Regions from separate parts of the Mus musculus genome. Here regions 2, 3, 4 and 5 are each linked to region 1. The links are chromatin contacts, called in public HiChIP or PLAC-seq and promoter capture Hi-C maps. All regions are on one chromosome and are shown on one strand. The core of a region is the stretch at or near the end of the contact, and the rest is flanking DNA. Distances in the headings are between cores, read along the strand shown. Region 1 holds the start of Ythdc1 (YTH domain containing 1). Region 2 holds the start of Grsf1 (G-rich RNA sequence binding factor 1). Region 3 overlaps Rufy3 (RUN and FYVE domain containing 3). Region 4 has its middle 19 kb from the start of Jchain. Region 5 holds the start of Csn3 (casein kappa).

Region 1 (5,535 bases), core at 1,371-3,870:
CAATACAACGAGTCACCATAGATAGAAGTCCTAATACGAGGAGGCACCTAGCATCTGATTTTCTACTGTTGTCTTTTGTTTATTTAAGACTGGGTTTCCCTGTGTAGCCCTAGCTGCCCTGAAACTTACTATGTAGACCATGCTGGCCTCAGAGATCTGCCTGCCTCTGTCTCCTCCATGCTAGGATTAAAGGCCTCTGCCACCACACCCAGTTTTATTTAATTACTATATGTACATATAATGTATTACACATAGCTAGTTGCAGTGATGTTTATTTCATTAGTGATTGCAAAATGGTGATGTCTTAGTTGTATGGCTCTTTGACTATGGCACATTGGCATTACCAGTTACTTATTTTGGTACCTCTAAGTTACAATTTGAATGGGAAAGACAGAATAAGTGATCGTTTCTCTCTATCCAAGTGTTATAAACCCCAGTATGCTAGGATGTACCGGCTCTTGTGAGGTGGACGCATGAGGGTCATGGAATTCTAGAGAGTCAAGAATATACTTTTTGAGAAAGTGAGGCTTTCCCAAGAAATAAAACCAAAAGTGGTAAATGTGACTGGCTGGTCTTCTACTATCATCCAAGGGATTCTGACAAGCAGCTCAAACTACAAGTCTACGTGTGTAGACTTGCTTTTACATTCTATAGGATGGTTCTTTGGAGTATCCAGGGTGTTTTCACTTCCTACCTTTCAGTAGGCTTACTCCAAGTTATTTTCCCTGAAGATCTCGTACTACTGTTTGTTTGGTTTGGTTTTTCTGTGTAGCCCTGGCTGTCCTGGAACTTGCTTTTAGACTACGCAGGCCTAAAATCCAAGAGATCTGCGCTTCAGCTTCCCAAGTGCTTGGATTAAAGGCATGTGATGCCACCACCAGTGGGCAGTGACTTTTGTCAAACATCATCTCAGTACTTGTCTTCTCATTCACCTCCATTCCTGGTTACTGGAATGCCCCGCAGATCTTCATTCACCTCCATTCCTGGTTACTGGAATGCCCCGCAGATCTTCATTCACCTCCATTCCTGGCTACTCGAATGCCCCTCAGATCTTCATTCACCTCCATTCCTGGTTACTGGAATGCCCCGCAGATCTTCATTCACCTCCATTCCTGGTTACTGGAATGCCCCGCAGATCTTCATTCACCTCCATTCCTGGTTACTGGAATGCCCCGCAGATCTTCATTCACCTCCATTCCTGGTTACTGGAATGCCCCTCAGATCTTCATAAAGTCTTTGTATGTGCTTTCCGAAGACAATTAGTGCTTATTTGTTATTGTCTCTTATCTTTTACCATCAGTCTTCACCTCCACAGGAGGGCCTCTGTACTAGCTTTTCTCCATAAAAAGGGGTCTTATCACTATAGCAACTGTCTGTCTGTCTGTCTGTCTGTCTCTCTCTCTGTTTTCCAAGTCAAGGTTTCTCTGTGTAGCCCTGGCTGTCTTGGATCTTGCTTTGTAGACCAGGCTGTTCTTGAACTCAGATATCTGCTTGCCTCCTCCCTAATGGGAGGATTAAAGGTATGCATCACCCTTTTCTAGCTAGCTTTTTTTTTTTTTAATAAAGTTCACAATTTTCTTTTTCCCTTTTGTCTTTTTTCTTCCTTTCCATTTTTTTTTGTTTGTTTTTCTTTTGAGCTAAGGTTTCACTGTAGCCCTGGCTATCCCAGTACTGTTCACTCTATAGACCAGGCTGGGCTCTAACTCAGAGATTCCCCTGCCTCTGCTTTCAGAATGCTGGGTTTCAAGGTGTGCACCACCACTCCTGGCGTCAGCACAACTTTCAATTTGTTTACTCAAACCTTGGCTGCCTTAACTAGAAGATAAACTCAGACTTCCTTTGAGGGAGAACACATTTGTTTGTTTATTTTTGAAGCAGGGTTTCTGTGTAGCCATGGGTGTCTTGGAACTCAATCTGTATGCCAGGATGGCCTCGAACTCACAGGGATCCTCCTGCCTCTGCCTCTGCCTCTGCCTCTCCAGTGCTGGGATTAAAGATGAGCCCAAATACCACCCAACAATAAAGCTATTCTTAACCCCTGGTCCTAGAACAATATTTAAAAAGAAGTAGTAGACACTACTAATCAAATAAAAGAAAATTAAATATATAAAAAAGACATAGCCGGGCAGTGGTGGTTTATGCCTTTAATCTCAGCACTTGGGAGGCATAGGCAGGCGGATTTCTGAGTTCGAGGCCAGCCTGGTCTACAGAGTGAGTTCCAGGACAGCCAGGGCCACACAGAGAAACCCTGTCTCGTAAAACCAAAGAAAGACATAACACCCTTTCTGATGGTGTCTCACACTAACCATTCAAGGCCTTCCAAACGTTTCTGGTGAGATGTCTGCATCCTTGAGCTGTAGGAAGCACAGCAGAGAAGCCTAAATACCGATTATCCTCTGGAACGAGGGCGGTTCCCTGGACGTCAAGTTTGCGCGCGGGGCGGGACGACGTGCCGAAGTCACGCCCTCTTACGTCCCGCTTCTCGCTCCAGTCCCCGTCCCCGCCTCCGCCCCCGCCCCGGTTCCCCGCACTGTGACGTTCCGCGAGAGGCACAGAGCGTAAACAGCGCAAGGCATTTCGGGAGCGGGATTGTTTCGCGCAGGAAGCAGGCTCCATTTTAGCGCCGCCCGGCGTCGCCATCTGTGTCTCTCTCCTCCCCCTTGTCTCTGTGGTGGCCGAACCCCAACAGGAAGGCTGAAGCCCGCGCCGACCGAGGCCAGAGAGCCAGGCGGGAAGAGAACCAGAGCACGGGAGGAAGGGTTGCGCGTAGGAAGCTGAGTGGAGCAGGTCAGGTCGAAGCGCGCGGCCCGCCGGACGGACTGACGGACGGACTCGTGCGCCTGCGGCCGCGTCTGCGGCGCCCGCGCGACTCGCGTCCCGGCGGCGGCGGTGGCGGCGGCGGAAGCCGGAGGGCAGCCATGGCGGCCGACAGCCGGGAGGAGAAAGGTGAGTGTGGAGGACGGGGCCTCGGGGCGGCCGGGCGAGGGGACCTAGGAGCCGCGGCCTGCGGGCGAGGCGGGAGGTTAGGGCCTCGCGCAGAGCAGGCGGCCGCATCGTGACCCGCTCCTTGCGAGGCCTGGCCTGCTGGGCCCGGCGTCCTCGTCTCTGCGGCGGCTCCCACCTCGACCAGGGCTTTGCTTCTCTCGTCACTCCCGGGAGCGGTTGGGAGAGGGCTTGCTTTGAGGAACTTGCCCCCGGGCACGTTTCCTGGCCGGATTATGCGGATGTAATGCGTATTTTTCTGAACTGTCGTCTTTTTGGTTGACTTTTTTCGAAAATAACGTCACAGTTAGCATTGTTAGACTAGTGAGTAGACTAGTTTAATTCATTCAGGTGGATTATTAATCATGAGAAATACCTGTAAGTAGCTTCTCACTGATCTTTTGGATAAGCTAAGAATCGCTTCTTTTATTCCTCGAGTATTTACTTTGGAAAGAAAGATATTAGGAAAAAAACAAACAAACAAACAAACACCCATGCCCCTTCTTCCAAAAGTCCTAGCAACGGATCTCCCAGAATAGTGCAGAGTTCTCAAAAGATTCAGCGAGGAATACGTAGGTGGAGGCTAGAGAGACTTGGAAAGATAAAAAGAAAACATTTTAGTTGATAAAATGTCATTTCTTCTGAAATACTATATAGAGACCACAGATGCCAGTATAGGATCCAGACCATAGAAGATACTCGTCTAGATGGGATGCAGTCTTGAGAGAGTTCTCAGCTCTGGGACTATCGCGACAGTCTTAGAAGAAAATAGTGCACACTTGCTGCCCTGCATTTCACAAATCTCTGCTTGTGGCTCATTAAATTTGAGGTGGAGATTTGTTAAGTGGGCTGAACAGTCATTAAAGCTTTTTTCCACTTTTCTGGTCTGTCTTGAGTGGGAATATGTTTAAAGATCTGTCTTTGTCATAAGCATCCTCCCCCCCCCCCCCCCCTTAGGGACATGGTTTCCATGTAGCCCTGCCTGTTCTGGAACTTGATTTGCAGACAGGCTGGCCTCAAACTTGAGAGATCTGCCTGCTTCTGCCTCCTGAGTGCAAGGCATGTGCCATCACTGCCCAGTTGAAGCAATTCTCGATGCACACATTGCAGTTTATTTTTTATTCTGAAACTAAACCTGTTCCTCGAGACATTCTGAAGGACTGTGAAGGAAGAATTCTGATAGTGAATAAAGGACTATCTTATTATATAAAGTCAGTTGTAAAAAAAAAAAAAAAAACCTGAAGATCCTTTCAACCTTTGATTGGCAGGATAAGATTTATGACTTAGTAGTTTTGGTGGCTGCCATGGTAGATGAACCAAACACAAAAGCGATTAAAATTCAGTTGTCAGTATAGTTTCTATTAAAGTGAAGATAATTTAGAAATCAGTAATATACAACAATGCACAGTGAAGTAATGATCATTTGCTTTTAGAAGTGGACTTAATATTGAAGATGCACTTTAAACACAAAAACTCGATTATTGAGTTGTGATGTCATTCGTCACCAATGCTTAGAATATTTGGAAATAGTTTTTTAAAACTTAATTTTTCTAATTGTGCTTTATTTGAATTTTCTGGTACAAGTGACTTTTTTATAGTTAAAATCAAGATTATTTCTCTATACTAGCAGCTAGTAAATACCTACTGGAAGTGCTTAGTGTTACTTGATCATTGTCACTCACCTATGAAAGTCAGTATTAAAACGAATAAGTACCTTTAATCCCAGCACTTGGGAGGCAGAGGCAGGCAGATTTCCGAGTTCGAGGCCAGCCTGGTCTACAGAGTGAGTTCCAGGACAAGTCAGGACTACACAGAGAAACCGTGTCTCGAAAAAACAAAAAACCAAAACAAAAAAACCGAATAAGTAATACTTAAAGAAAAGTGAGAATGTTAAGAGAAATTTGTATCATTTGTTATGTGTTTAACAGGAAAGTACGAAGATTATAAGAATCTTAGTCATAATGGTGGCAATGTAGGCCTTTAATCCCAGCACTTAGGAGGCAGAGGCAAGTAGATCTCTTGAGTACAAAGCCAGCTTGGTTTACAGAATGAGTTCTGGAGCAGGTAAGATTCCTTTTTATGGGAGAAGAGAAATGTCCCATAAAAAGGAATCTTAATCATGCTAAAACTTAAGCCTTTAATAAATTCATAACTTTTGGAAACTCTTGATTAAAAAACAAGTCTCAGAAAATAAGAAAGTTGCAATTATGCGTGTTAATCACAATGAATTTTAGAGTCATAGGAATTCTTAATTTATTGGGCTTTGTAATAAACATCAATTCCTGTAATGTTTCAGTTAATCCTCTATACTTGGATAGTCTACCAGCTCCCTGCTATTTTTGTGTTGATTTGTCCAAAAAGTTGACTGTTAATGTGAGTTTTTTAAAAATAATACTGGGAAACAACAGCACCTTGTGTATTCCATGGATTTTTCTCTATGATGAAGAAATGCACATCTTTTCTGATAAACATTTTACATGAATTTTATTTGAATCCCTACAGGATATAGTCTACAAAGAATAGTTAACCCAAAATGTGTATGAATTTTTGCTT
Region 2 (5,535 bases), core at 1,466-3,965, 1.9 Mb after region 1:
TATGTCACGAACAGCTCCTCTAGCTATTCACATAGTAAAACATGACTGTTAACTGGCGTCACACTCTGTAACTTCAGCATTACTGACTTCTGTTATATTCAGTCTTAAATCTGCATGTTCTGCATATAGCATCAGCACATGGTATGGAAGGGTCATTATCAGCCAGAACGGGACTATTCCTCACCCTCACAGCTGCCTCCAACAAAACTGCTTCTTTAAAACAGACGTAAGACATACCTGAGAAAAAGTTAAGAACATCTTCCACAGTGCAGGACCACGGCAGCCCCTGAGCTCGAATGAGATAAACATCATCCACCTCGTCTCCTAGCTTGGATGGGCTCAACTCGTACTCAGGCAGTGGTGGGAGGTCTTCCAGGTAGGTAGTTTTGGATTCCTTTCAAGAAGAAAACAATCGTAAAGACATTTCTTTGACAACCTACTTAGAAAAACTGCTTAACTCTACAAACAGATGCAGATGAGATTATTTCAGAGGTGAGAAGCACACTTCTCCACCCTCTGGTTTTGTTTCGTTTGAAAAGTGTTCGCCCATGTGGCCTAGGCTACCCCAAATGCACCACCATCCTGCCACAGTCTCCCAAGTGCTGGCTACCAGGCTAGCTATACCAGGATGGCTTTGGTTTACGTTTATATTTTATATCCTAAGGTGATATACAAGTACATTCCAGTGGTAGTACTACCACTAAGGGCAGGGCTACTTTCCAAACCCTGGGAGTAAGAGTACTTTCATTAAAAGCCATACAATGACAAATTATACCGCTTAATTGAAAATCACCCCATACACAAAACACAACCTCAAACCATCATCTCAAAGCACTGATTATCTGGAACAAGGCAAGATACAGAACAAGATGCCTTAAGTGTTATAATAAAAATACAAAATCCTGTAAATTAAAAAAATAGAAAACTACAGGGGAAAAAAAGAATAAAGATGGGAGATATAAAAGATAGGACATTACAATTTGGGAGGGGAGGGGAAGTGTTAGCATGTGAAAAACAGCAAACACATTTGCCCAAACTGGACAGTAAAATGAAGAGCCAAAGGCAAAAGGCACAGCAGCTGGCTATTTTGTGTTGGGCTCTATGAAGGGATACTTCACTTTGTAGGCAAAGGAAGTTAATAAAAAGGCATTGGGACATGGGTAAACGCCTTGAAAAGACTAATGTAAGAGAAAGTGGATAAGGGAAAAAAACAGAAAAGGCAACAGCAGAGACAGGCGCGGCAGGGGGCTCAAACTGCTACTTTCTGTTTCCCCAGAATTCCATAAACATCTTTACAAAATAAATAAGTAAATAAATAAATAAATAGTGCAGCAGAAAGTATTGGGCCGGGATTCAAATCAATTAGCTCAGCTACTGGCAGACATCAGCCATGCAGATGAACCACCCAGATATCACTAATTCAAGCAGACGCAAAACTAAATTAAGATAAACATGGCCAGTGGCGTTACCAGGTTAGGTAGACACTTCCCAGATGCCACATAAACCGCAAAAGAGAAATGTCCCACATATACAGAGGACCAAATATTTGCAATATGAATTCTTACAATGTCTTTCTGAAAAGACGGGAAACAAGGGAAAAGATCGTGGAGTGACAACCGAAGCCCCCAAGTCCTCACCCACGGACGCCCCCGCCCCACACACACACGTTCTCTCCCAGTTTCCCACGGTCTCCCCACAGCTCTCCGCGTCCGCAGAGCCCCGCTGCACCAAAGGTCCTTCTGTCAAGGCGAGTGGACTTGCAGAGGTGACCTTCAGTCAGGTGGACCGCCCGCCTCTCCCCGCGGACAAGGGAGAGGGACGCGCGGGGGCTGTCCCAGGCTAGCCCACGCTCCCGTGCGCGCGGGGCTGCGCGTCGGTGGCCGGCCGAGGAGGCCCGAGCCGCCCGGCCTACCGCTCCCACCGCACGCACGGCCGGCCCCGACCCTCCGCGGGCTCTGGCCGCTCAGCTTCACCTCCAGCGGGCATAAGGCTAGGGGGGAGTCGGGGTGGGGGGCGTCGGCGGCGCCCCCAAAACCTACCATGGGCCCGGCGGGAAACAAGGCCTCTACATTCACCCCAGCCACACTTACACTGCCCAACCGCCCAGACTCGGAGGGAACAAAACAAGAAGAGCCGGGGCCGTGAGAGCGTCCCTTGTTCCCGTGCCCAATAGGAGGACGGAGCGGGAGGGAGGCGGGGGTGCGGTGCGTGCCGCGGATCCCCGGGCGCGCACGCGGGGCGCTCGCGGACAGACCGACGCGGGCGCGCGGCCGCCGAGGGTCCCGCGCGCGGCGCCACGTACCTGACTGTAACCCCGCGCCGGGCCCGCGGCGGCTGCCAGCGATCGCGGAAACAGCGGGGCGCGCAGGGCCGAGTAGGACGCGGCGGCGGCCGCGGCGGCGGAGGGACGGGCAGGGATGGGACCCGCCAGCCTCCCGGCGGCCGCAGGCCCGAGCTGCAGGCCCCGCGTCTGCGAAGCGGCGGCCGCGGCGGCCCCGAGGAGTAGCAGCAGGCGGCGGCGGCCAGAGACGCCCGACGGGAAGGTGCCGGCGGCGGAGTAGAAAGGCAGGCAGGCGGCGCCGGTCCGCCGGCAGCTGCTGCAGTTGCAGCCGCAGCCCCGGAGCAACGCGCCTAGCACCCAGCGCGTCCCGGCCATCGGCTCCGGAGGCGGCGCGGGGCCTGGAGGTGGCCGCTGTGGCGCGAGCGGAGGGGAAGTGGAATCCAGGGCGGGGGAGGGGGCACCGGGCACATGCGCCGCGCGCACCCGGGGCTGAGACGAGGCTCGGAGGCGGAGGTGAGCGAGCGGCCCCGCCCAGGCTCCGCCCTCGGGGCGGGGCTTTCCCGCCGGTAAGGGTGTGGGTGGGGTGACCTGAGCGCCTCCAGAGTGGAAGTTGTCCCAGGCTCTCCTGCTCAGGTTAGAGCTGAGGTCTGCGGGTCACCGAGGCCCGGCGAAGTTTCCGGAAGGAATGGGTTACCTAGCTCTAAAACGTTTTGGGACGACGCTGAGGGGGCGTTGATACCCCAACCTCAAAATTCGTGCAGAAGGCCAACTTTGTTTTGAACGGAAGCACTGATTTTATAGTATATGTGAGATATGTATATAATATTTATCATATATTATATAAAATAAAGCCTTCCTTAGACAATATAGTCACAAGTGAAGGTGTAGAGATTTGCAAATAAATACATGAGTGGTTGTGCAGTTTTCTCCTATGTGGCAAGGACCTGTCAAAGGTAAAAAAATAAAAATAAAAAACTAAAGACAAATGGGAGTTCTTAGAGTAAAAATATGAAGGAGAGGCTGATTGGTTGTGGCGGGGGTGGGGTTAGGAGGCATCTCTGTGACTGGGTAGTGTAGTTCCGTGGCAGGGTAATCGCTTAGATCACCCCAACCTCCTCGTGGGGGTGAGGAGACCAATATAGGGCTCTCTATCGTGGAAAATCTTAACATATTTCAAAGTTTTTGAAATTCAATTCTTGTTCAACTTCCAGAAGTAAAGAAACCGCCTACATTTTCCACTGTTTCACCTTTATCCCAGTGCCAGCTCTAAAACTTTTTTTTTTAAGTTAACTATGTAATGGCAGTCATCCTATGGTATTCATCTTAAAACAATACGGACTTTTTTATTATTAGTTTAATGTATTAATATATGGGTGTGGCCACGGAGACCAGACAAGGGCATCGGATCCCCTGGCCCTGGAGTTAGAGACAGCAGTGAGCCATCATGCAGGTGGTGGGAGTTGAACCTGGGTCCTCTGAAAGAGCAGCCAGCACTCTAGACCCATAAGCCATCTCTCCAGCCCCAGTACAGACTTTTGAAAGGTTACGTTCTGATAAGTTACCTTTGAGACATTTAAGATGGTTGGGCTTAAACTTTGGCTTGTTTACTCTGGACTCCTTTTAGATTTAAGAAAACCAGGTATTTCACAAATGAAAACATATTTCTGTCCAAGAAGGAAAGAATAGAAAACCTGACCGGCTTGTTCCTTTTATACCCGAGATGTGTAGAAGAGGTTCTTCCTCTTTTCTTCGGTGAGACACAAACCCTAAAGCAGTGGCTGGCAACCTTCCGAATGCTACATCTTTACAACAGCTCATCTTGTGGTGCGCCCCCCCCCCAACCATAAAAGTATTTTCATTGCTACTTCATAATTGCAATTTTGCTGCTGTTGTGAATTGTAAATATCTGTCTTTTTTCCATGGTCTTAGTTGGCACCTGAGGAGCAGATCTCAACCCACAGGTTGAGAACCTCTGCCCTAGAGGTTTTTCTTTTCCTGTCAGGCTGGGGACCAGAGATGCCTCCCGAACCCTCCGTAAGACGTTTTCCACTGAGCTATACATTCCCAGCCTGGTTCTATTAAACGTTTCTCTTTTGTATTGCATCTGTGTGTTTATCGTGGGTCCCCAGGCCCACAGTGCTGTGGCAAGTGCTCTGTCCCTCCTTCCATGTGGATCTCAGGCTTGGCAGTAAGTGCTTTACCCACTCAGTCATCTCAACAGACCCTACGCTTTGCTTTCAGGAGAGAAAATGGGCTATCCCTTCGTTGCTGATTATCCCAGAACACAAACTTGTAGAATTATTGCAGATTCTGCTCCTATTACATTCCCTTGCTGCTTGTGTGTGTGCTGTGGAGGCCAGAGGTCCACATCAGATGTCTTCCTCCGTCACTCTCTACCTTGTTTTTGGACAGTCATCACTGAACCCGGAGCTCACTCTTTCCACGGACCCGCCTGTCCAGAGACACTCCCCAGAGTCCCTCTACCTCCTCAGCACTGAGTTTAGAGATACAGACTGATGCACCAGGCTTTAAAAAAAAAAAATAGTTGCAGCAACCATTCAAAATGTATAAATCAAAATACTAAAACCCTAAATTACTAAAATACATAGACAGGTTTGTATACTGCTTGTAAGGGTTTTGTTTTGTTTTGTACCCCTGGGTGTTTTGGAACTCATTGTGTAGACCAGACTAGTATCCAACTCACAAGAAATCCCCTGCCTCTGCATCCTAATTGAAGGCATGGGCCACCACACCCAGCCTACCTTTTAGCATTTAATCAGTAATAAAACCAAGGATCCAAATAGAAAGCCTTTTCGCTTAGAGGAAGTTGGGAGGATTATAAAGGAAAGAAGCTGGAGATTTATTTCTTTGTCCGACAGCCAGCCAGGTGCAGTGCCATGTGTGCCTCATATGTTCAGAGCTTTCCCCGGGTGAACTACAGAGACATGGGCTTAGCACTAGATTTCAGAGAAAATAACAAGTTCTGTAAATTGAAACTAATAGAGTTTCGGAACACCAGACTTTAAAAATTGATTGTAGCACATGCTTTTAATCCCAGCACTCAGGCAGAAGCAGGAGTTGAAGGCCAGCCTGGACTACGTACCAGTTGGAGACCAACAGAGTCTGAGCAAATACTGTCTCAAAAAACAAACAAAAATGCATACGTTTTAAAACTCCACTGTAACCGGCCCTGGGCGCGCACTCACTGCAAACACTTTTTACCCCTGGCTCATCTCCAGTCTATGGAAATCTCT
Region 3 (5,535 bases), core at 1,830-4,329, 1.8 Mb after region 1:
CTGTTTCCTCCATCATTGTTTCCTCCAGGGATGGACAGATTACTGCGATCCTAGACCAGAAGAACTATGTAGAAGAACTCAACAGACATCTGAAGTAAAGAACGAATAAAGTTGTTTTATTGGGGGTTTATTGACAGAGAAAGGAAACATAAAACATAAAAGTACTAAGGACCGGTGGAGTCAGTATTCACCAAATACATGGAGCGTTCCTGTTTACCAGTCCAAGCTAATTCGTGGGAGGCAATAAGGGGTCATCAGGAGATTGTAACCAGAGATTAAATCAGATATTCAGTTAAGGATTACAGAACATATGATATGTATGCTTCATCGTAGCCATGGATTAAGCCACCTTCTGCATTCCTAGTGGTGGGTAAAGCATCCACTATTTTAATCCCTTACCCATGTTTGTGCGCTTGCGTCTCTCACTTCCACACTGATTGACATATTACCTTTCACTCCCACAGGTATTTCAAACTTGCCAGGATCAGTTTGATATTCTTGTGTTAAAATCGGCTTAATAATTTTAGAAGAATTATTAACATAGTGATTAATTATTATCTTGTTTGTAGCTTATAGAACTTTCGTAAGTTCTGTTATGAAAGCCATTCCCCACCACTACCACCCTTCTCTCTCTTGAGACAGGCTTTTACCATGTGGCCCTTGACTGGCCTGGAACTTTCAGCTGGCTTTGATCTCATGGGGATCTACTTGCCTCTACCTCTAAGTCCAGGGATTAAGGGTGTGAGCCACCGCACTCAGCATAAATCTATTCTTAAATGACCTATAATCAGTTTCAAGTTCCTGTATGCACAGAGGCAGAGTACAGTATGCTTTGCAGATCTTTGGTCACATTGATAAAGTAATATTCAGATGGCCTGGGGACTGGAGAGATGGCTCTGCAGTTTTGAGCTCTGACTGCCCTTCCAAAGGACCCAGGTTCAATTCCCCCTACCCAAATGAGGACGCACAACCATCTGTAGCTCAAGTCCCAGAGGCTCTGATGCCGTCTTCTTGCTTCTGTGGGCACAAGCACACACATGGTACACAGACATACATACAACAGAATACCCATGCACGTTACAAAAAAATAAAACCTCAGAAGGAAACTCAGGCACAGTTTATTAGAACTTAAGGGAAAACGCCAGGCAGGCAAGCCACGGGTGATAACAGCTGCCAAGGAGCTGAGGAGGGGAAAATCCCATCTGTATGTACACAAGGAAAAGATACATCCCAGTGGGAAAGGAAAAGGCCCGGTAACCTGAGCCTGGGTGCAAAAGCCGTCAATGCTCTGCCCTGGCGGGCAGGGGCAGGGAAGACGTATTTACTTCAGTTGCCGGAGTTCTCCTCATGGTCTACTAATTGGGCTCTAGGTAGCCTGGCTGTGAGGGTGTGTCTAAGATGGAAAGGCAGTAACCAGCTGTATGTGTTTATGGTCAGTTTGCCGCCTTCTACCCGAATCGCAGGGCCGGGAAGGAATGCCTGCACCAGCTATTACAGTCAGTTTGCCTTTGACTTGTGACTTGGGGCTAATTTAAAGCCAAACCTGTGCCCTCGGTGTCTCTGTAACCTCGCAGTCGCAGTTTGTTACTTCTAGATCTGTCTCGACTGCCTGGATGACCGGGAAGGCAAACACTTGAGAATGAGTTGGGAGCAGCTTGGGGGTTTTCCACAATAGTGCTTGGTAGTGGCATCCTTTATATTTTTTTATTTATGTATTTATTTTTGATTTTCTACCATGCTATAATGACTGATGTCTTTCGTCTCAGAGGAAGCTAGCATATTGACATTCATACTTCAGATGGTACCTACAGAAAGGATGGTGACAAAGGACCCTTTTATTTCCTTTCTTCATTCCTAGCAACCTTTCACAGTATCAATGTAAATTTTGAGTAGTCTTAGTTCCAGCTAGCAAATTCAAGAACAATTTTAAGTCAATTTTCTCTGGGGAATCAAGAAGTAAACATGGCCGTAAAACTCTGTGACGACATCAGCCAAGCTAAGTTGTGGTGATATTTGACACTCCAGTACGAGCTCTACTCTTCTTACCTTTCTGTGTCTGTCTCCATGTGAGTTACAGACACCTGACTAATGCTGTTGAGACAGGTTAACAACAGAGTGCAGTGAGACACCGCAGGAGTAACTGCTGTATGCATAGGCTGTGATGTCTCGGGTCGCTAGGGAGAGCTTAGAACGCATCATATCACACTCACTCGGTGATTTCACAGAACAAGTACTGAGTACAGCCTCCCATGCCGAGGACACAGCATCGAAGGGCACAGTTCTTTGTATGCTGTCTGAGAGCAAACAAGTCTGGCAGAAATTGGGTGCATTAAAGAGAGTATTAGAATCCAGAGATGATCAAAACATGTTGTATGTATGCATATATGAATAATCATAAACCCACTCTAATTAATAAGTACTACTTAAACTATTAGATAGTTGATATAGACTGCTAAGTGTGGTGGGGTTAGGAAGGCAAGTGCAGGCCGTTTTCCTGTTTTTCAAAAGAAACTTAACATTTTGTTTTCTTCTCTCAATAGTGCAACTGTAAACAACCTTCAGACAAAAGTAGATCTGTTAGAAAAATCCAACACTAAATTGACAGAAGAAGTAAGTGTTTTGGAAATTATTTGACCTGTAAAAGTTAATATTTTACACTTAAGAGACTGATCACTCCTATCACCTTGGACATGAAGGGTTTGACTTTTCAGATGAGAACTGCTATAGAAAAGAACTGCTTGTCCGGGCTGGGTGTTCAGGACCTGATTTTCCCACTGCAGTTATATAGCTGTGCTGCCAGGCAATTGTGTGAGCAGCCTGGAGTATTTAACATACAGCATGATACTCAGGATTCAGTAAGCATTTAGGCCACTGTTGATGTGGTGCAACTAGACAAAGACACCTTACCACCACCTCTTTAGACAGAGCTTTCTCTGGAACACAGCTCTGACCCCTGCCTGACCAGTCTTTGCTCTAGAATATGGCTGACACAGCAGCACTGGCCAGGACCCAGTGGCCCTGCTTCTGAGATGAGCCACTTACTGTCATGTGCGCCTGACTCACTTGCTCACTTGACCTCTGAGAAAGCCCGGGTCCCCCACTGGCTGCAGAGGAGGGTGCTCAGACTTCCTCTTTCAGCCCTACAATGACTCTGGAGATTAGGAAAGAATACAAATGTGAAAGCTCTCAGGAAAGTCCATAGAACAAGAAGAGAAACCCACGTTTGAAATCTGCTTAGGAGGTGAAATCTGTAGCTTAGCCTGTGTTTAATAGAATGTTTCCATCAAGATCTAAGTACAGTGATCCAGATTGCAAAGCTCATTTGCTGTTTCTAATTGCCTATTTATGTACAGTGAGATAAACTTGGTTTAAATAAATTCAGTGCACTAATTGGGAACATGCTAATTAGTTTTTCTTGAGAACATAGATAGATGGATAGATAGATAGATAATATATTAATTTTGCATCTTTTTTAAATAGTCTTGTTTAGCCCACTCTGTCCTTAAACTTAAACCCCTGCCTTAGCTTCCTAAGTGCTGGAATTACCTGTAAAAGATCTTTTGGAGGGTTCATAACACAACTCCCATGACAGCAAGTAATACCTTATGAACCCCTGTTTAGGCAGTGTGTCACTGTCTTCTGATCATTTGTTTTTGAGACAGGACCTCACTCTGAACATTTTAGAAGCATTCTTCCTAGATGTGTTTAGAAGGTAGCCATGGAAATGCCCTTGAAGTAAACACTCGTAGTGTTGAAGTGTAGGAAGAAGGTCACAGAGCAGGCAAGGTCCCCGAGTGCATGGTGTGCTTGCTGTGTAGGCATGAGGACCTGAATTTGGATGCTCCGAACCTGGTAAAAGGTAGGCATGGTGGCCTGTGTTTGTGGCCTGAGCCCTCGGGGCTGGACACGGCAAGTCCTAGGGCCTCACTGGTAGCCATTCTAAGCCAAAATGTTAGCTTCAGGTTCAGTGAGAGACCTTGCCTCAAGAGTAAGGGAGAGAGACCTAAAGGAAGACTCTCAGTATGAACCTTTGGCCTGTGCGCCCGTGTACACAAGACACACACACAACACGGGCACACACTCAGAACAATGTATTCACATTTAAAGAAGCAATATTGGGTGGTTTTTATTTTTATTTTACCTACTTGAGAGATATTTCTCCTATGTTCCTCATTAGGACAATTATTTTTCTGAGATAGAATCCCATTTTGTAGCTGAAGCTAAAGAGAGCTTAGTAGCCCCAGCCTTCAGAATGCTGGGGTTACAGGTGTGCACCATATATCTGGATGATAGGGAAAATTTTAGTGGGTGATGGATAGCTTCCCTTAGCTATAGAGTCCTAAGGATAGTCAAGCCTGGAAATTATGTCTTAGCAGATCATAAATTATTCTATTTAATCAAAGAATAAAAGGTTTTGGTTTTTTTTTTCCTTTGGTCAACAGCTTGCCGTTGCCAACAACAGAATTATTACCTTACAAGAAGAAATGGAACGAGTTAAAGAAGAAAGCTCCTATCTACTGGAATCCAATCGGAAGGTAAATCCTTAGGAGGTCCTAAGACGTTTGTGGAGAGGAAGGACTGTAAGCCACAGGGCAGAGTCTGCGGTGGGCACTGTTGCGTAGCAAGCTTACTCTTTACTGTGTGTAACCGAGAACAGGGCACAGCTCAGAGGTTCTTGCCCTTTGCCCTTTGCCCTTTGCCCTTTGCCCCGCGACAGCTCCTTGGCATCACCGCTGCTTATGTTTGTTTAGAGACTTGGAAAGTGGCTGTGCCAGGAAAGACTAATTCAAGCTCTTGTTTGTGTGCACTAATGGTTTGTACTGTGATCAGTGGTTAAAATCTTAGCAATGAAACTGGAGACATGGCTCAGTGATTAAGAAAGTTGTTGCTCTTCCAGAGGACCTGGGTTCAATTCTCATCTCCCACATAGCAGCTCACAGCCGTCTGTAACTACACTTCCGTTCTAGGGCATCCAGTTCCCTCTTCTGCCCTGTGAGGGCACAAGGTGCACAAGTTTGCCCAGACATACATGCAGGCAAAACATGCATGTTTTTAACTGTGATAATAAATACACCACTATTTTTACACAACTACTCCTTAAAAGTGAGTAACCTCATTATCTGTTGTCAGTGGGAAAGATTTAGCATGTAAATGAATTTTCTAAATACCTTCAAAGACCAGGCTGGTTGGTTGGTTAGTTGGTTGGTTTTTGTTTCACTTTTTTCAAGGGTTTTTCTGTGTAGCCCTTCCTGTCCCAGAACTCCCTATGTAGACCAGGCGGGCTTTGAACTCAGAGTTCTGCCTTCCTCTGCCTCCCCAGTGCTGGGATTAATGGTGCACAGCACCACTGCCTAGCCAAGGACCACGCTTTTATACAGTGTAGTTTTGCAAACCTATTTTATATTTATCAGTTCCATCTTACTTTATTTTTGATGTTATTCTTGGAGATAGAGGCTCACTGTGTGACCTCAAACTCTTGCCCCTGCCTCCTAAGTGCTGGGCTTATAAGAGGCTTAGGGAGCATAAAGTAATGCC
Region 4 (5,535 bases), core at 1,508-4,007, 1.7 Mb after region 1:
GCCTAAGTTCCCATTCACCCTACAGTTTGATACTTCAGTCATATTTAAAACAACAATAACACTAGCTTTACCCAAAAGTTTCACAGTGAATACTTGTACTATCAAATGTTCACTTTGTGTTTCACCATAATGAATGGGTAGCACAGTCATTTTGGCAAATAGTATCATGCCAAGAGTGATGAGCCCAAGGCACAGAGATAGAAGTATTTATCAAACCAGAACTGATATAAAAGTTTTAGTGAAGAACAGACACTGTGGACAAAAACATAGTGGGCAAGGTCTCATGCTCAGAGTCCCAGAGATGAAAAGGAATAATGTGGTTCTTTCATAACAGTTAAGAGAGCTTGCCCTGTGAGCCATTCACATTGAGATGCATCAGAACAAAGTTTGAGATGGCAGCTCCCTATCTTGAGGTAGTCAGTTTGATATAACATCATTTGCCTCGTTGGGGACCATTAGGAATGAGACCCTGATTAAAAAGGTGTTCTAAGTTACTGGGTCTGGCGCCAAGCAGTAATGATCCAACAACTGCCAACTGAGTAAGTTTCCTCTGTAGGGGACTTCGGTTTTTTGTTTTCTTTTGTTTTGTTTTTTTTGCTGTCTTGTAGGTTTTTTTTTAAATTAATGTAAATTCTTATTGTTTTGTGGTGGAGTTACGGTATTAAAATTTTTCCCTTTGGCTTTGGCCTTTTTGTCTCTATATGTTGGTACATTCACATCTGTGAGATAATATCTCTGTCATTTGTCATGCAAAGTGTAAAAAGAAGAATGTAACCAAAAGAAAATCTACTAAACTTGAGAACATAGTACAAAGAATGAAAACTGTTCCTGTAGATGATGCTTCTTCCTATTAGTACAGGGTGCTTCTCCAAGCCTACGTAACAGGCATGAGTTCCTTTCATTAAATACATTGCTCATTCTGTGTCCTGCCTAAGATGTCCACAAAGCTTGTGAAGTCTAAAGTTAAGGGGCATGCGCTACAGGTTCTGACAACAGCATCTACCTTAGCTCTCGAATCTCCACCCTGCTACTGCTACCCACTTCTACAGTGGATGACGGAACCTAACAGTTGCCCTCTGCTGATTCTAACGTAGCTAGGTATGACCTCCATTTCCCAAGAAGACAACTTATACAGAATAAAATCATATCTGAAGGTAACAGAACATAAGACAGTCCAGAGGCCCATACATACCATCTGTGGCAGCATCTCCAGAGGCACAAGTCAGTTCTCTGAGAAAAGCTTGGGCTTCTCACTCTGTGCATGGTGAAGTAGAATGATGATGCGCAGGGTCCAGCTGATCTTATGAGAATTAGACATGGCAGGCATTATCATGGAGACTCTTCCTCCAGGTTTCTGGATCATCTAAAGATGTCGACAACACATTTAAATTTGGCTGTTCAGATCAGAGTAACAAATTTAATACTTTTTGTGGGTGGTGGTGGTGGTGGGTTTTGGTTGGTTGGTTGGTTGTTTGGTTGGTTGGTTGGTTGGTTTTTGTTGTTGCTGTTTTGTTTGTTTGTTCATTTGTTTGTTCTGTTTTTTTAAGACAGGGATTCTCTCTGTAACATCACTGAATGTCCTAGAACTCATCTCATAGAACAGGCTGGCCTCAAACTTACAGAGGTCCACATGCCTCTCCCTCCCGAGCTGGAATGAAGGGGTGCCCATGCCCAGGCATTTAACACATCTTTAAAGAGAGTTTTGAGTTACTTTTATTGTTTATTTAGGCATTCCTATCTGTTCCTCTTGTCACATTTAATCCAGTTTCAACTACCACCTTCAAAATATAATTTATCATTGTACTGGCTGGTTTTGTGTCAACTTGACACAAGCTAGAGTTATCACAGAGAAAGGAGCTTCAGTTGAGGAATGCCTCCATGAGATCCATCTGTAAGGCATTTTCTCAACTAGAGATCAAGGGGGAAGGGCCCCTTGTGGGTGGTGCCATCCCTGGGCTAGGAGTCCTGGGTTTTATAAGAAAGCAAGCTGAGCAAGCCAGGGAAGCAAGCCAGTAAAGAACATCCCTCCATAGCCTCTGCATCAGCTCCTGCTTTCTGATTTGCTTGAGTTCCAGTCTTGACTTCCTTGGAGATGAACAGCAGTATGGATGTGTAAGCTGAATAAACCCTTTCCTCCCCAACTTGCCTCTTGGTCATGATGTTTGTGCAGAAATAGAAACCCTGACTAAAACAACCATGTACTCATGAAACCAAAAGTCGTTACTAAGAGCCAAAAAGGGAACCAAAAATGTTGACCTTAAAACAGACAAGGGGGGGGGTGGACAGACAAGTCTGTTTCTACTTCATTAAACCTTAAAGTTTCAGTGTGACTCAGGCTAACAGCTCACCCCTAAATGGAAATGTAAAATAATCACCATTTTACCACAGGATATAATATTTACTTTTATCCACCTGTACTTCCTTGCCTCTCTGCCTCACCTTATTCAATAACAGCCTTTTGCTCTCCCTTTGAATGTTTTGAATATAGAGGCCATTCAATTTAAAAACACCAATCAGCTGATTACAAGAAAGAAAGAAAAAAAACCCATGCTAGCAGAGGAGAAGCCCTCCAAACAAGAAGGAAGGAACAAGCTGAACTATAATCTAACACAGAAAGAACTGCTCAATGAATAAAGCTGTGCCCACTAACCCAGACCCTACAGCACGCAGGTCAAGACCCTCTGCTCCCATAGTGCCTCATCTCACACACAGTCCTGCCCTGGTGCCCAGCAGCATGCATAAGGAAAGGCAATATTCTTAGACTTCCCTAATGATTCTTCCTCTTTGTCTGGCTTGCATAATTCTAGAAGATTCTAACTCTCTGAGTGTGAAAATCTCCATTTGGTTAACATTGTTCCAAGACTATGCCAAGCCTTAATGACTCTCTTCCCTCATGGCTCATAGTGCAACTCATCTCTTACCTCCAACCATATTTGTAATATATTGTGTGCAAAGTTTTTCCTATTAGTTCTGCCAATAGGTGAAATAGGAACATATCTAGAAAGTAAAAAGAGTTGTTTTTCCTTCACATATCTCTCAGAGCAACTAGCAATTGTACTAGCAAAGTAAATGAATGTTCCATAAACACAACTTTCTCTTTAAATATTTTTAAGTGCTTACAATTCATAATTTCTTTTTTTATTAGGTATTTTCTTCATTTACATTTCAAATGCTATCCCAAAAGTCCCCCATACCCTCCCCCACACACTCCCCTAGCCACCCACTCCAACTTCTTGGCCCTGGTGTTCCCCTGTACTGAGGCATATAAAGTTTGCAAGAACAAGGGGACACTCTTTCCAATGGTGGCTGACTAGGCTATCTTCTGATACATATGCAGCTAGAGACACGAGCTCTGGGGGGGTCCTGGTTAGTTCATATTGTTGTTCCACCTATAGGGTTGCAGATCCCTTTAGCTCCTTGGGTACTTTCTCTAGCTCCTCCATTGGGGGCCCTGTGATCCATCCAATAGCTGACAGTGAGCATCCACTTTTTTGTTTACCAGGCACTGGCATAGCCAAACAAGAGACAGCTATATCAGGGTCCTTTCAGCAAAATCTTGCTGGCATATGCAATGGTGTCAGCGTTTAGAGGCTGATTATGGGATGGATCCCCGGGTGTGGCAGTCTCTAAATGGTCCATCCTTTCGTCTCAGCTCCAAACTTTGTGTCTGTAACTCCTTCCATGGGTGTTTTGTTCCCAATTCTAAAAAGGGGCAAAGTGTCCACACCTTTTTGATCTTCTTTCTTCTTGAGTTTCATGTGTTTTGCAAATTGTATCTTGTATCTTGGGTATTCTAAGTTTCTGGGCTAATATCCACTTATCAGTGAGTACATATCATGTGAGTTCTTTTGTGATTGGGTTACCACACACAGGATGATACCCTCCAGGTCCATCCAATTGCCTAGGAATTTCATAAATTCATTCTTTTTAATAGCTGAGTAGTACTCCATTGTGTAAATGTACCACATTTTCTGTATCCATTCCTCTGTTGAGGGACATCTGGGTTCTTTCCAGCTTCCAGCTATTAAAAATAAGGCAGCTATGAACATAGTGGAGCATGTGTCCTTCTTACCGGTTAGAACATCTTCTGGATATATGCCTAGGAGAGGTACTGCGGGATCCTCCGGTAGTACTATGTCCAATTTTCTGAGGAACCGCCAGACTGATTTCCAGAATAGTTGTACAAGCTTGCAATCCCACCAACAATGGAGGAGTGTTCCTCTTTCTCCACATCCTCGCCAGCATCTGCTGTCACCTGAATTTTTTATCTTAGCCACTCTAACTGGTGTGAGGTGGAATCTCAGGGTTGTTTTGATTTGCATTTCTCTGATGATTAAGGATGCTGAACATTTTTTCAGGTGCTTCTCAGTCATTCGGTATTCCTCAGGTGAGAATTCTTTGTTTAGCTCTGAGCCCCATTTTTTAATGGGGTTATTTGATTTTCTGGAGTCCACCTTCTTGAGTTCTTTATATATATTGGATATTAGTCCCCTATCTGATTCAGGGTTGGTAAAGATCCTTTCCCAATCTGTTGGTGGTCTTTTTGTCTTATTGACAGTGTCTTTTGACTTACAGAAGCTTTGCAATTTTATGAGGTCCCATTTGTCGATTCTCAATCTTACAGCACAAGCCATTGCTGCTCTATTCAGGAATTTTCCCCTTGTGCCCATATCTTCGAGACTTTTCCCCACTTTCTCCTCTATAAGTTTCAGTGTCTCTGGTTTTATGTGGAGTTCCTTGATCCACTTAGATTTGACCTTTGTACAAGGAGATAAGAATGGATCAATTCTCATTCTTCTCCATGATATCTGCCAGTTGTGCCAGCACCATTTGTTGAAAATGCTGTCTTTTTTCCACTGGATGGTTTTAGCTCCCTTGTCAAAGATCAAGTGACCATAGGTGTGTGGGTTCATTTCTGGGCCTTCAATTCTATTCCATTGGTCTACTTGTCTGTCGCTATATCAGTACCATGCAGTTCTTATCACAATTGCTCTGTAGTACAGCTTTAGTTCAGGCATGGTGATTCCACCAGAGGTTCTTTTATCCTTGAGAAGAGTTTTTGCTCTCCTAGGTTTTTTGTTATTCCAGATGAATTTGCAAATTGCCCTTTCTAATTCGTTGAAGAATTGAGTTGGAATTTTGATGGGGATTGCATTGAATCTGAAGATTGCTTTTGGCAAAATAGCCATTTTTACTATATTGATCCTGCCAATCCATGAGCATGGAAGATTTTTCCATCTTCTGAGATCTTCTTTAATTTCTTTCTTCAGAGACTTGACATTCTTATCATACAGATCTTTCACTTCCTTAGTTAGAGTCACGCCAAGGTATTTTATATTATTTGTGACTATTGTGAAGGGTGTTGTTTCCCTAATTTCTTTCTCAGCCTGTTTATCCTTTGTGTACAGAAAGGCCATTGACTTTTTTTGAGTTAATTTTATATCCAGCTACTTCACTAAAGCTGTTTATCAGGTTTAGGAGTTCTCTGGTGGAATTTTATGGTCAATTATATATACTATCATATCATCTGCAAAT
Region 5 (5,535 bases), core at 1,124-3,623, 1.1 Mb after region 1:
TATGAGAATATTGTTGTAGGTTTTTATGATTATTATTTACAGCTAAGATCTCATACAGATTTTTATACTAAAATGCCCATCATTCCGGTAAGAACTATGTATAATAGGAAACTGAAAGAGCTCTTTGCACTGAAACTGCTGTCAGAAACATTGTCCTCTGAGAACACAATAGTTTATTGAGATCTTTATAGCACTAATGAGGTAACCAAGAAGTCAAATTGAAAGTCAGGAAAGAAAGCTACACTTATATGAATATCAGCAAAGAAATAATAGTTATAATGGTTATCAGAGGTTTAAAAGAACAAAATATAAGCAAGGTGTTAGCAACAAGAGTAACCATACGTAAATAATTATCTTCCCACTTACTTAAATTGTTTTCACATTGCTTGAAATAGTATCGTCATAGCAACCTCCTCTCAGCCCCTCTAATTGAACAATTATATGGATATACACTCTTAGGACCCATAGGAAAGAGTGCTGGGAGCAGACTTAGACGCTTCCTGTCTCTCCTCTCATAGTATGAGGTTGCTTTGCATTCAGAAAACCAAAGGTGGTGAATCTGTTTCAGACTACTAAATATCTACAGCCTGGGTCTTATTCAGCAGCATATTATTCTCCTTAGAGATCTAAAGGTGTGAGAGTTGTAGATCCCTTTTGCTCTCCTTTGAAGAACGACAGAACATCAAGATAGCTACATGTTTGAGTTTACTTAATTCAACTCAAAACCTCAGCAATGACCGCTCAAAGCTACTCAGACTTAGACTGCCTTAGACTAGAATGTCCCATGCCAATAGCATTTGAGTAAGTGTTGGACTTGACTGTGCACTGTGTCGTGGTAGAAGTGACTGGATGTGTTTTAGTTCACTTTTTTATTCAAAATGCCTGGAACACGATGTGAATAATCCGAGTGGGTCAGAGGATACAGTGTAGCTTTGCAAGCCCCTCCCTTTGAAGTGAGTGAGTGGTTGACCCACGCCAGAAATGCTTTTCTGAAGAGAAGGGGTCCCAGAATTCACTCAGCTATTCTGGACACATATTCCCCTTCTGAAATTATATATGTATGTGTATAAATATATATATACACACACACATATATATATATATATTTTTAGATACATTTGAGTCTTTTTTGGTTATTTTTTAATCAAATAATAAAACAGCTTAAAGCATGTATTCTTAATTGATGATTGAGAAAGGACTGGAATGGAATAAAGCATCTTCAGAGTCTGATGAACCATAACCAGACCATAAATGTCCACCTTTATTCCTAGGCCCTTGAGGCAATAGGATGACCTGACAGTCTCCATACACAGGCTGCTTGTATATTGTGTGTGTCAGAGAAAGAACGAGAGAAGCAAACTTCTAAGAAATAGAAAGCCAGGGCTTATTGTGGAGAAGCTGCACAAGTATTCTCAGGATTCAGAACAATGTTCCCTGCTTTCTAAGACGTGTAATGGTTCCCAGAAACAGGCAGGAATACATAAAAATTATACAATGCTGACATTATTTCTGCTCTGCATTCTGGCTGCTCTGCAGGGATTCCAGTAAATACCTCTGATGAGGTTTTCACAAAGCAAAGTCATTGTTAGCATTACCCTGGGGTGGGGGGAGGGACAGGTAAAGCAGGATATCATTTAGGCAAAATACATGTTTGGCTTCATTTTACTAAAATTTTTACAGCATTGGCAGTTTTGCAATCCATGCGCTAAATCAGAATGATCTGACTCTAAAATAGAACAATGATTCCTAACTCAGTTACTTAATATTGGGCATCCAAAATGGGACACTTTAGGGGTTCATTAAAACAGCATGTGTTCAATGTTTGAACAATTGAGGAATACACGCTGAAGCAAAAACGCAAATGCTCAGCCTTCACAGCAAAGAAAATGTTTCATGCATGAATTTAACTTACAAAACGCACACATAATTAAGACTGCTGATTTTTATTTTTAAAATAAGTAGTTGTACATTTGGAAGAACAATGACCAACATGGACCATACTAAATATAAAGTCCCTTGAAGACATAGTTCTTCAAGTAAAAACACTTAAAATGTGAAAAATAATTGTGGCTATTGGGTTTTAATTTTATTTTAGCAATAACTTTAGTTTCAACTAGATGAAATGATAGAGGTTAAGAATGCAATTAGTACATTTGTATACATTTTCCTATATTTTTAGAAAGCACAGGACATTCATTCTTTAAGGAGTTTGGTTGTTTTCCCTGCATGCTTATGACTCACATCTGTTTCCGGCCTGCTGTGTGCTGACTAAGACTGACCTGCAGGTGACCCTGGTGACCTCAAATCTTGCCTTTCTGTCATCATCCTATTGGGTGAAAAGTAGGAGGGAAATGAGATCTGACTACCGGTACTAATACCCTGTAATTAGTCTCCGTTATTTATCTTGGGTCTTCTCTGCAGCTAAGAGGCCGGGCAAACCCTACTGCCAAGCAAGAATTGACTCCAAATAAAGGTAACTAACCATCTGCCCAGGGCAGTGATGATGTAGAGTAGCTACTTCGGAAACCATCAAGGTTATTTTGGAATCACATTTCCTTTAACTATGCTTTGTCTTAAAGTCTAGGTTTGATACTGTCAAATTATATGAGACATTGTTAACTATAATATTTATAGTAAGCCTACTACTGCTATAAAAAGAGAGGGTTAATTTTTCAGAAAGATAGAACTATAATACTCAAAATAGTCCAATAATTATCTTCAAATCTTATCTCTACCTAAAACTCATAATTCCTTTTATTATAGTGTAATTACATATCATATCATATCTTATTATATTATATTATAACATGCCTTTCAAAGCTAATTTAATTCATATTTTCAAAAATCATGTCTCCTTAGAAAGTGACAGCAACAAACACAAGCATATACCACTATGTATCTGCTATAAAGTAAAATCTTAGCTTTCTACTGAAAAGGAGTTCTTATCATTTAATGTTAATATATATAATGTTACATATGTTTATATGTGTTATATATTATGCAATGTGATATCTATAATGAAGTGTTAATGTAAAAATAAAATAAATATTAAAATATATTCTTTAATTATTGAAGAGGAGTCTGTGATTAAAACAAAGAAATATTATTTTTCAGGTAATGATTTGAAAAGGTAATTAGAAAATAATGGATTTAACAAGGAATTCTATCCTCTCAAGAAAATATTTTGCATAGGTTTTACAAACTTGATTACACATGAGGTATTAGAAATTCAGTGATTTTTTTTTAAGAGGTGGTTCTGGAGTCAGTTTAGCAAACAGCCTTTCTCATCATCAGAGACTCACATCAGGAAAGATAAATGGGCTTGATATTCTTTCCTTTTTCCTCCTGCAGGGTAGGGTCATATAGGTGTTGATTCTGTGATACTTATAAAGCTTATTTTTCCATAGCTCATGTTTACACAAGTGTATCAGAAACAATAGCTTCAGTAAAATACAGTATTCTCACCACAAATACAATATATGCTAACATATTAGAAGTTTTAAGTGTTGTGTTATTACCTAAGAACTATTAAAATTAAATGAGGAGAGGACTTTGTTAGGAAAAGACTAGCTGGTGTGTTTAACTTGCTCAAATATGTTTAAATTGCCATGTCTATACTGCATTAAAGCAGCGAAATCAGTCATATCATGTATATTACTGGAAAAGTAAACTTACATTGTGACAAACATTGCCTCCAATGAGTTCCTGTGATATATTGATTAAGGGCCACAGACATGACCCAGTTTGAGGTCCTGTAACAAATGTAAAGCCTAGAAGGAGGAAATTATTTCCCAATTGTTACACTGTCACAGGAGATTCCGGGTTCAAACCCTTGTCTTCTCACACTGCGTGATTTTCAGTTCATGGAGCCACGCCTTGGTCTGTAGCACAGAACACCAAAATCTTTACATTTTGGGTTCTAAACTTGCTAATTTTCTCTCCCTCAGACAGCACATCAGTTAGAACATCTATGATGTTCTCTAGCTTGGTGCAGATTACAAATCCCTTATCCAGAAGCCCCTGCAGTTTGCTGCCAAGCCCTGGCTGCACCCCCATATTCTCAGCATTTGGCAAAGCTCTTAATCCCAGTAGATTGGATCAAATGAATAGATGATTATGTCTTAGTGATACTTTCATAGTCAAAAATTAACTTTAAACTAATTTTTACTTCAAGTTCAGTGTTTCTTTTATTTTGAGAAAAGAGATTTACTGCACTGGCTAAATCTGCAGATAAATTCAGTTTCCCCCACCTCTCCCAAGGAAAACATTATATGCAATCACTTCTAACTTGTTAACCAAAGAATCTTAATTTAATTTTTTAATTTATTTTAGGTGTTCTTCATATAATTTTAAATTTTATTTTTAGGTGCAATGATGAGGAATTTTATCGTAGTTGTGAATATTCTGGCATTAACTCTGCCCTTTTTGGTGAGTCAATTTCATTTAAATTGTATTGGTAAGATGTTAAATACATTTTATTTAAGAATTCTAGTTATATGTATATCAAAATACAGGTTGTTCAAGGAGCACCACAGCTGGTTACTAGTTTGACTACTTATAAGAATAAATAATCTTTTTTAGATATTCATTTAGTTAGCATAATACATACTTTATCACACAGAGAAAGCCTTTCAAATTCCTATACTCTAGGAATTTATTTTTAAGTTACAAAATTCAGCCTGATCTGGCATCAGTGAGAGAAGATGCACCGAACCCTGGAGATACTTAAGGCCCCAGGGAATTAGGAGACCTGGCAGGGGTGGGGCCTTCCTCTTGGAGACAGTGGGGAGGAGGAATGGGATGAGGAACTATGGGAGGGTAGACCAGGAGGCGGGCAACAACTAGACTGTAAAAAAACATAAAAGTAATAATAAAAGAAGAAAGAAAATACTGTAAATACAATTCATAAACATTAAGTATAGGAATCCTAGTCTAAGATCAGAAATCCTTCTGATGAAATTTCTATTACGCCTGTGCTCCTGTTTCCTTAAGGAATTAAATATTTAAAGACTTTAAATAATTATTTAAATGTTTCTCATGATTTCTTTTTCCATAACTCCTTAGGCTGCAGAGATACAAAACCCAGATTCAAACGTAAGTTGATATTGTCTCTGTTAGAGACATGAACTCCAACCACAATATTCGGAAAAACTCAATTATATCAAAAGGCCTCTTGTCTTAAAGCTAAATAAATATTTAAACATTTCAACAAGTTTAAGAGACCTGTTGGCTTTTTTAGTATTCAAATCCCTATCTTTTGTGACACTTTTCATCCTGTGTGGGCTAGCCAACTCCTTACCAGGTTCCCAGGTATTCATGTCCATAGATAGTCCTATGTCCATAATTAGTTCCAGAATTATATTTTATGTTTAAAAGTTAAACATGTGAAAGACTCTGCCTCTTTTAAGCTAGTATTCATTGTCCTTCAGGCTTTTTGTATGCTTTGTTTTCATGCTCATTCTGAAATTCCAGGAACTTCCTCTCTCAGCAGCAAAATAAAACATAAATTTAAAAAAGGAGTCAATCTAGAGAGTA

The links. Promoter capture Hi-C pulls out the DNA fragments that hold promoters and counts their contacts. HiChIP or PLAC-seq counts read pairs in DNA pulled down with a chosen protein or histone mark.
Region 2: a promoter capture Hi-C map of hematopoietic stem and progenitor cells shows a contact between it and region 1, with 4 times the contacts expected there. The contact joins the promoter of Grsf1 here to the promoter of Ythdc1 in region 1. A contact is called at or near these places in 8 of 39 promoter capture datasets (the 3T3-L1 cell line, hematopoietic stem and progenitor cells, hippocampal neurons and 3 more), 3 of 484 Hi-C or Micro-C datasets (CD4 T cells, the G1E-ER4 cell line and pre-B cells), 8 of 115 datasets of contacts at active chromatin or transcription factors (embryonic forebrain, embryonic hindbrain, embryonic stem cells and 5 more) and 2 of 9 other capture datasets (adipose tissue and liver).
Region 3: an H3K27ac HiChIP or PLAC-seq map of bone marrow-derived dendritic cells shows a contact between it and region 1, with 8 times the contacts expected there. The contact joins the enhancer-like site here to the promoter of Ythdc1 in region 1. A contact is called at or near these places in 3 of 39 promoter capture datasets (cranial neural crest, hippocampal neurons and pre-B cells) and 4 of 115 datasets of contacts at active chromatin or transcription factors (bone marrow-derived dendritic cells, embryonic stem cells, neural tube and 1 more).
Region 4: an H3K27ac HiChIP or PLAC-seq map of microglia shows a contact between it and region 1, with 11 times the contacts expected there. The contact joins the enhancer-like site here to the promoter of Ythdc1 in region 1. A contact is called at or near these places in 5 of 39 promoter capture datasets (the C10 cell line, the HPC-7 cell line, hippocampal neurons and 1 more), 2 of 115 datasets of contacts at active chromatin or transcription factors (microglia and pro-B cells) and 2 of 9 other capture datasets (adipose tissue and macrophages).
Region 5: a contact with region 1 is called in a promoter capture Hi-C map of cranial neural crest. The contact joins the promoter of Csn3 here to the promoter of Ythdc1 in region 1. A contact is called at or near these places in 2 of 39 promoter capture datasets (cranial neural crest and hippocampal neurons).

The regions. Positions count from the first base shown.
Region 1 is chr5:86,801,646-86,807,180 of GRCm38.p6, forward strand. Ythdc1 (YTH domain containing 1) reads left to right here and starts at 2,621. Exons shown (of 17, transcript NM_001347375.1): 1 at 2,621-2,946. The coding sequence starts at 2,919.
Region 2 is chr5:88,673,456-88,678,990 of GRCm38.p6, forward strand. Grsf1 (G-rich RNA sequence binding factor 1) reads right to left here and starts at 2,716. Exons shown (of 10, transcript NM_178700.5): 1 at 2,303-2,716; 2 at 238-394. The coding sequence starts at 2,656.
Region 3 is chr5:88,627,997-88,633,531 of GRCm38.p6, forward strand. Rufy3 (RUN and FYVE domain containing 3) reads left to right here. Exons shown (of 18, transcript NM_001289774.1): 7 at 29-94; 8 at 2,541-2,610; 9 at 4,443-4,535. Among named protein-coding and RNA genes, the nearest start is that of Grsf1, 45 kb to the right of the region's middle. Within about 2 kb of position 3,080, at least 77 of the 459 cell types and tissues checked have an H3K27ac peak or open chromatin away from gene starts, as enhancers often do. A contact at or near this core is called in bone marrow-derived dendritic cells, where this site is marked.
Region 4 is chr5:88,506,469-88,512,003 of GRCm38.p6, forward strand. No RefSeq gene overlaps it. Among named protein-coding and RNA genes, the nearest start is that of Jchain, 19 kb to the right of the region's middle. Within about 2 kb of position 2,758, at least 66 of the 459 cell types and tissues checked have an H3K27ac peak or open chromatin away from gene starts, as enhancers often do. A contact at or near this core is called in the HPC-7 cell line, adipose tissue, macrophages and 3 more, where this site is marked.
Region 5 is chr5:87,923,206-87,928,740 of GRCm38.p6, forward strand. It overlaps Csn3 (casein kappa), which reads left to right and starts at 2,374. Exons shown (of 5, transcript NM_001356570.1): 1 at 2,374-2,473; 2 at 4,367-4,428; 3 at 5,065-5,094. The coding sequence starts at 4,372. The region is part of intron 2 of 1700066N21Rik (RIKEN cDNA 1700066N21 gene); the gene reads right to left.